Regions from separate parts of the Ovis aries genome. Here region 1 is linked to region 2. The links are chromatin contacts, called in public Hi-C maps. All regions are on one chromosome and are shown on one strand. The core of a region is the stretch at or near the end of the contact, and the rest is flanking DNA. Distances in the headings are between cores, read along the strand shown. Region 1 overlaps SESTD1 (SEC14 and spectrin domain containing 1). Region 2 has its middle 71 kb from the start of SESTD1.

What was found. A called contact is a pair of places that touch in the nucleus more often than the background predicts.
Region 1: a contact with region 2 is called in a Hi-C map of hypothalamus, with 8 times the contacts expected there. The contact joins two enhancer-like sites. A contact is called at or near these places in 11 of 16 Hi-C or Micro-C datasets (blood, hypothalamus, liver and 6 more).

Annotation. Positions count from the first base shown.
Region 1 is chr2:130,909,494-130,913,773 of ARS-UI_Ramb_v3.0, reverse strand. All of the region lies in intron 1 of SESTD1 (SEC14 and spectrin domain containing 1), which reads right to left. Among named protein-coding and RNA genes, the nearest start is that of SESTD1, 45 kb to the right of the region's middle. Within about 2 kb of position 2,778, at least 5 of the 54 cell types and tissues checked have an H3K27ac peak or open chromatin away from gene starts, as enhancers often do.
Region 2 is chr2:130,793,777-130,798,080 of ARS-UI_Ramb_v3.0, reverse strand. No RefSeq gene overlaps it. Among named protein-coding and RNA genes, the nearest start is that of SESTD1, 71 kb to the left of the region's middle. Within about 2 kb of position 1,905, at least 8 of the 54 cell types and tissues checked have an H3K27ac peak or open chromatin away from gene starts, as enhancers often do.

The DNA.
Region 1 (4,280 bases), core at 1,529-4,028, 110 kb before region 2:
AAAAATAATTTTGAACTCACAGACACCCTGAAACCTAGAAAAAAGAGAACTGCTGATCGAGGCCATCAGTGGGATGCCCTCACAAAGGAATTTCAAACATGAGGGAGTAATGAAGATACAGGAGCAACTTAGTCATAGAAGCATCAACAGAACTGGCTTCCTAACCACACTTCTCCTATGGTATAAGCACAGACAACTTCTCAGCTGCCTTTGGGTCATTCCTACTTTTCTGAGCCTCATAAATTCTGTGAGTTATTCTCCTAATAAATCCATTTCTGCTTAAGTTCCCAGAGCAGACTTCTCTTTTAGTCAATGGAGAAACTTGACCGGTACAGGAAACAAAACTGCAGTTTAGAGTTTGGTAGGTCATATGTACAATCACTCAATGCCACTGATTGGTCTTTGTGGGTTCCCCCCCTCTAACCTGCTGTTATCTATTCTAAATGAACACTGATGTTTTAAGCCTTGTCACAATAAAGCCCAGCAAATCAGGGCCTCCCTGGCAGCTCAGTGGTAAAGAATCTGCCTGTCAATGCAGGGTACACGGGTTCAGTCCGCGGTCCAGGAAGATCCCATATGCCGTGGGGCAACCAAGCCCACGTACCACAGCGCAGGAGCCAGCACTCTAGAGCCCACGAGCCACAACTACTGAGCCCACATGCCTAAAGCCCATTTTCTGCAACAAGAGAAACCACAGCACTGGGAAGCCTGCCTGCAACAACTAGAGAAGGGCCCCTCTCACCCCAACTAGAGAAAGCCCACACGCAGCAACGAAGACCCAGCACAGCCATAAAAAAATCTAAAAATCTTAAAAATAACAATTAATCAGTACCTAAGAAAAAAGAATATCTGGAATTCTTAAGGCATAAGAAATAATAGCTGAAGGTGACCCTTTGAGTAAATCTGTGTTATGTGAGCTTTGCAAGTCAGGTTATCAATTTTATGCCAACAAGTGCCAAATTTTTCACCACTGTGTTCTCCATATACTTAAAGCACAAAAGGGAGATGGTTCAATTTCTGGTATAGATTTATCTTGGAAAACTGTAATATCCAGAAGCAAGAGTACATTTCATCACTCTCCTGAGACATAGATGCAGTATCTAAACTTTCCATGATTTCACAAAACCATCTCAGCATGGCAAAATACTGATTTTCGTTTAATCCAGTAGCCTTTTTCTTTAAATAACATCTTGAAAGTGATGAAAAAGTAATCTAAAGTAATGAGAAATGTAGGTTTTGGACGTGTGGGACAAGATCAAACTGATGAATAAAATGTGAAGCAGTCAACGAGATGAAAGCTGTAATGTTTACTTTTTATATCTGCCTCCCTTCTAGAGTCTCCTTTCCATCAATCTCTTTCATTGTTATCATAAAAGAGGTGGGTAATGAAAAGTCATGATTTCTGTACTACTAGTTCCAATTAAATTTAATTTTACAGAAGTCATTTAAGATTTTTCAAGTCCTTAGCACAGTCATCAGAAACAAACAAAAAAAAGCAAATCTGCCTATCTGTAGTTATCTTATATACAATTCATAAAATAGTTAACATATTGGGTTGGCCAAAAAGATTCTTCAGGTTATTCTGCAAGACTTCTTCACAGCTAATACAACACAAAACAAAATAAAGAGAAAATCCTGCAAAATATCACTGTCCATTGCTATCACCACAATAAGTGTTAAATATGGGTATCTGCTCATACTTTTCTCCAGTGGGTAGATCCAGATCACTGATTTTTCACTAGAAACTTATTGAACCTAAACATATCTGAGTGAAATATTTCTTGAACAAGGAATGAAGTCAATGACAGGCATATACCTGATATGAGTTAATGGAAAGTGGCAAGGAAAGTTAAGTTTTTTTTTAAAAAAACTTGCCAAATGAAGCAGGCTAAAAAAATTAGCAGAAAATTCAACAAGTCACAAAGTGCTTAACACAAACATGTCATATTTCATATATGGTATTTAAAACAATCTGGATAAATTAAGTCACAATTTATTACTCATAAAAGAAGCAGAAAGCCAGGTCATAGCAGGTGAGATGCCTTGGAGAGTGGTGAATATATAGGAAAATGTGCAACCATGACTGCATGTTGCCACCAATCAAAAGCAAGAAACATCAAAGTAAATTCTCATTCCTGGGTGCAAAATAAATCCTATCTGAAAATAGCCCATCTACAGTTAGAGATGATGAATTCTGAGAAATTCTGAAAAATATAAAGAGACTAGGTTTCAATGGAAATTTGTTTCTGTCTTCTAGTTTGAACATCTTTCTCAAGATCTTGAAGAGGTAAAAAAAGGAAAGCTGGGGCAACTAAGTAGTTAAAGAGATATTTTGCCTCCCCAAAGGAAAGACTTGTCCTATTTATTTTCATATTTATTTATTCATTCATTCATTCATTTAACAAATCTACAATAAGCATCTACTAGATCGAAACAAGGCAAGATGCTCTGGATGTCCTTGGCATTCACAATATATTTCATTGATGAACGGATAAATCAGTGAACAAATGAACAAACACATGTGAGAAACAGCAAAGTGAAACACACAGCCTAGGAGTCCTAACATCATCACAACTACCTGACCATCAGCGCCCCGTGGTGTGCTCCCAGGTCACATGAGCTGATCTTCCTTCAAAGCAGCTCCTTCCAGCGTCTACTGGGACAGTTTCCCAGGGATCCAGCAGCTCCATGATCACCAGATGCTGGAGAAAGGCGGGTCTATGATGATGGTAAGGGGGACCTCGATGGGTTCTACCAATGGGCAGCCGTTAGAGGGCAGCAGAGGATGTGTTAAGCAGCAGGAAAAGAGAATTTCGGGCCTTTTAATCAAGACTGGGCAAATTACACTTCATAAGAGACTGTAATTGATGATATGAATGGGTGCACTGGAACTCCTCTTTCACTGAGTATAAATCAACCAGTTTATTTGGAAAATTTAGTTATTCTTCGAAGAGCATTTTTAACAACCAGTGAAAACCCATTAGGATAGCCGAAGGCTAACTAAATCATCTCTAATGAGTCTACATCACGCAGACACATATGGCAATGAACAAAGCCAGAATGCACGCTCGCTCCCTTAGCTTTCTATTTCCGAAGAAATACTACAGTTGTCCTTGAATTCAGATTACAAATACTTCTGTATTGTTACAAAGCAAGAGCAACCTTACATGAAAACAAATAAGCACACGCAGAGGTACTAAGTATTAATAACCTAGCTGGGCACATCACCTACATATCCATGCGTAAAATTAGGCAGAAATAAACATTGCTCAACTTTACAAAAATGTATCAATAAAGCAGATCAACAGTTAAAAACGTGTCATTTTTGTCACTGTAGGTGCCAATGTATGATTATTAATCTGGGTTTACAATAACATTGACAATTCTGAAAGAAAACCAAACTTTTGGGATAGACTTCAAATGAAAATGATAAAATGCTTAACTTTCACAACAATACAGATCTATCCAAAACAGTAATTCTTCTAAATAAAATGGAAACCTGAAGTATCCTCGTTTGACACCATTTTTACAGATGGGTCAAGACCTAGTTTATTCCGTGAGGGAGGGAGAAAAGAAGAAAGAGATGAAGCAAACAGAGAAAGTTCCAAGTTTTCTATGAAAACATAACCTACTTTGAAAGACAGGAAAATTCTACAGTAAAGGTCCAATGCATGAAAAGTCCTACACTGTATTTACATGTCAAAAGATTTAAAGGTAATATTAATGATAGCCTGCCACTTGAAAACCCTTCTCAAAAACAATACAAGCAGTACCCTACATCATCCTTGCTGCCCCTTCTCCTCAGGAGCCAGACACGAGGGAACTCAGTTCTTTAAGGACCTCCTCACCTCTTGAGCTAGTCTACCAAGTCCTTAGCAACTGCAAACCTGCATTTTTTTGAAGGTTCAGCTTCAGAAGGTCCTTTATTGTATGACTTTTTCAAATTTCTGGCTTTTCCTATCTGTGTTAATTTATAAGTAAATCCTTCCTCGCCAAAACTGGAATACCGCAAAAGGAATACCACTTTAGAGAAGTGAATGAGGCTGATGGAATTCCAGTAAAGACATTTCTGGCATCCCCAGCTCTAGAGTACCCCATGGCTAGAGAGTCTTTACCTGATACGAGAGCTCTCTGAAGTGAACTCTCTTCATGCACAGCTTTTGCATCTGAGTATCACACTGAGCTCCAAGAAGCCTGGACCACTTCCTTCCCCAGGGCAACAGATGTGTCCACTGAGTTCACTTGCTGCGGAATAGGTCTGTCTCATTCATCAGGGGAAG
Region 2 (4,304 bases), core at 656-3,155:
CCTGTACTCATAAATAAGCTTGTTCTTTCAATCATTGAGATTTACAGTATAAAACTTTGGGGAGGGTAGTGGACAAATTCTACTTCCCTTCAGATGATGAATCAAATCAATCCTGAAAATTCACCTCCCTTTACCAGTGAATGGTTCTGCAAGGAAAGATTAGCTGATTGACGGCTGTAGAACCAGAGTGAGATAGCCTTTCTTTCCTCTCAGATATAAATGAAATGTGATTACTTCTGGCTACTATAGGCAACCAGAGGCCTTTTCACCAGGGAGGGCAACAAACCTTAGGGTGGAGCAGATTCTGTCCATCATGGAGCAGAAAGATTCTAGCTCCTAATGGCACTGTCAACTGTTGAATCAACCACCCCTCAAGCCTGCCCTGACCATCCTCCTATGTGAGGTAATTGATTTCCTTCCTGTTCAACTCAGCATAAACTTAGTTTCCAGAACATGTAATCAATAGCATGCTGACACAAGGAGGTTATAAAGGAATATGAGCCATAGATTTTTTTTTTTCCATGGGGGAACTAGAACACATATAAAGAATTTTAATACTGGAGAATTTTGGTGTAAGTAAAGGATGGTATGGCCATATTCTGATACTTATTAAGCAACTAGTATGAGCCAGACACTGGCCCATGTTTTAAATATATTATCTCATTTAATGGTTTTAACATTAGGTAGGCATTGTCATCCATATTTAAGACCTGAGGAAATTAAAGCCTGTGTACCATTACCAGTTATACAGTGAATGATTAAAGAATACAGCTCCAAACTTTACACCTTTTCCATAGAATGACTGCAGGTAGGAAGTTAGATAGAAATCAGCGTAGCAGATTAGCCAGCCAAACAGTGGAAACAGAATGGCTTTGAGTGCAGCCGGGCCAGACATCTGTTTCTACTGTCTCATAATTTTAGACAAATTACCTAACTTTTATGAGCCTCAGTTTTCTTATTGGAAATATGGGATAATTATACCTACCTCATATGTTTCTAACCAGGATGGGTAAGATAATATATTTATAATGAGACCATGCTACTCAAATGGTAGCTGTGTGATGATTTGGATATGGGAAGGGTTTGAAAAGGAGGCTGTGGAAATATCACACACATTACTGTATGGGAAGCCACCCTAAGTTTGGGTGGAGCTAATAATCATTTTTAAACTGTTTTTATTTTGCGATACTTTTGAATCACAAGAAGTTGCCACTAGTCTCCATTTTAAAAGCTTATAGTGTTAGAATCTTCTTGTATATCCTGCCCACTTCATTCTTTACCTTAAAAAGTTTAATTCAGTAGCCTTTGAGAAATACAAAATAAAAAGTTCAAAAAAAGACTGATTTTGAAGCAGTGGATATTTGAAGATCAACAGTCAAATCCAGGTGTCCAAAAACTCAGAACTCCCACACACTCATTCTGTCAGTACCCTCCTCTTACAGTAGGAGCAGAGGTCATCTTCCCATCGAACTGGTGAAAAACTGAAAGGAAGGGGCCAGAAAGAAAGGCTAAGAACTCAAGAGAACTCTCTGCAATCCCAGCCCAGGGCTGATGCACTGACCCCCTGCTGCAGAATAAAGGAATTTTCCACTCATACCTTTTTCATTTATGAAAGATGATCTTCCACAGACTATGTGAAAAGGACTTTGTACCTTTCACCCTGAACGGACTTCTTGCCCACTTTTTGAATTTGCTCACTCTTAAAAGTACCCTTTTAAGTCCTGGGAAACTATTCTGTTTTCTCAGTTGACTACTGCTGCCCACAGAATGTCTCTTCCTCCCTTCAGTGACTCAGCACTTTAGAGAGAAAAATTGTTCTGGAGAGAATGTTAAGACAGGCCACACTGCTGTTTACAGGAAAGAAAGAGATCAAGTGCTGCCTCCAGGGGAAGGTGAAACACCTTACTTAAAGACGGAGTGGAAAAAAACAACAGATGGTGGAAGTCCTGCAAGGACAAGGTGGTGGGGAAAGCAACTGCAGAAGCTCTGTCACATGCGAGCAGGTAAATTTATTGGTACCAGGAGCAAGAGGGCTCTGTTCAAGTGATCAGACTGTTGTTGTGGGGAAGGCAGAGCCTGCACGCCTTTGTTCTCATTTGGGGCTTTGTGTTCACTTTTCTGAAGTTGAAAGTTTGTAAGTTCAGGAGCTTGTGAAACAACTGGATGGAATGTAGAATTTGAGCTTGTAAAATTACAGAGAAACAAGTCACTCCTACCTGCCTTTCTGATTTGTCCACTTGAGATCAAAGCAGTTGGCCTGTTTCCTGAGAAAACAGTTCATGTTAGGGTGTTCCCAGGGTTACAGTGGATCTTGTCAGAGCAGTACATGAACCCGGGACTTGAACTCTGTCATTTTTCTTTAAAACAAATAGCGGTGGGGAAAATCTTCCATTTGTCTTGTCATCATCATGTCACCAACTCTTGAATCTCTGTAAATTGTTCTAGAAAAACAGATCAAGGAAGAACACTCTCATGCTCATTGTGTTGATTTGAAATCATAGCCATAAGTTCCCAACACAAATTTGCTTTTATTCATGTATCTATCCATTTATTTCTTCTCTCCCCTTCCTCATATGCTTTGAAGGAGCACATTAAAATGAAAAAAGAAAAAAAAAAAAAAAAGGAGAGAGAAAGTCAATGCCAGAAGAAAATCAGAGATCGGTTCAACAAACAAATCTGGACATTTGCTGGAGGACCACCATGTATCTGGCCCAGGGCTTTACAGCAGCTAAGACAGAGGGTTATCTGTGGTCTGTAATTTTTAAGTTGATGATACAAATTATAGTGTCCATAAGATTAAAACAAATCTATTGCTTAGAAAGATCATGATGACTTTTGACTTGGGAAAAATTCCCTTTTATAGTCTAATGATATGGTGAACAACTGTTTCAACAGTTCTTCTACATTTAATGTAATAGGGCTCTTACTTATAAGATTCTTCACTGCCAAGCTCATGGTTTTGGGGCTAAACTCAGCTCAGCAAACGTAATTTTGTGAGGAGCTCAGCAAGGTGGTTGTAGGATACAGATGTAAGGATCAATGATAAAATGTTAAGTCCCAGAGAAATAGACAATATGGGCATCTGGGAGTTTTATCTGAATATATAATATATATTCAGATATAATAATACACATGAATATAATATATAAACATATTTAAAGCAATCAAGCTCTCTGTTTGGGACAGCAGAGTTCAAGGTTATTCTCTGTGGAGAGATGCTCAAGTATAGATAATCTATGAGGACAATGAAGGACACATCTATCAGTGTCAGCTGAGCTGGTGGTAGAATTGACATTTTCTTATGAAAATTAAGGCGTCTAATCCAGACAGAGGTCTGGATAAGAGGCCACATACCTCTGGGTAGAGGTGGACATCACTGTCTCAGACAAAACAGAAACAGACTCCTTTTTCTTCAATGCTAGAAATTAGCAGAAGCGAATTTCAGACATTTTTATGCTTCACTATACCTTAATTTTTGGAATTTAAGGTAATATATGGCCACTTGCACAGGGTTGGGAAGATCCCCCAGAGAAGGGAGCGGCTACCCACTCCAGTTTCTGGTATGGAGAATTCCAAAGGGGGTTGCAAAGAGTCAGACATGACTGAGCTCACTTTCCTGATGATGGCCACTTCCAAAATTTAGAAGATACAGAGAAGCATAAAGAAAAAACTAAAATCACCTTTCATCCAGTTTCTAGAGATAATCAACATTGGCATTCTATTATCTATTTTTCTTAAGTACAAAATTGAGATTTTACTGTGCAGCACTTTTTCATTTAATATCACATTTTAACATTTTCACATACCATTACATATTCATAAAACTATTATTTTGTTTTATTATTACCTGATATTTCATTGCATGGGTAAACCATAATTTATTCAGTCATCCTACTACTTGGAGTGTTTAATTTTTTTCCCAGACATTGTGGTCAGAGGATTACACCTTACTTGACTTTTACAGAGATACAGTTTCTGCAGTTACACTGCTTGGGTTCAAGTCTCAGTTCAACCACTGTGTGACCTTGGGATAGTAACTTAATCTCTTTGATTCTGTTTAATCATCTGTATATAGGGCTAATATTAGTGTCTATCTCCAAGAATTTCTGCGACAGATGATGTCTGTAAAAGAGCTACCACACAGGAAGAGTTCAGCAAATGCTAGTTATTATCATGATCATCTTTCAGAGGAGTCTACCAAGAGTTGCGACATCAAAAATCTAAGTTCAGGTTGCAATGTAACTAATGGAACTACAAATTAAATTGGCTGATCTACTCTGAAAATAGATGGCGTAAAGGATTCA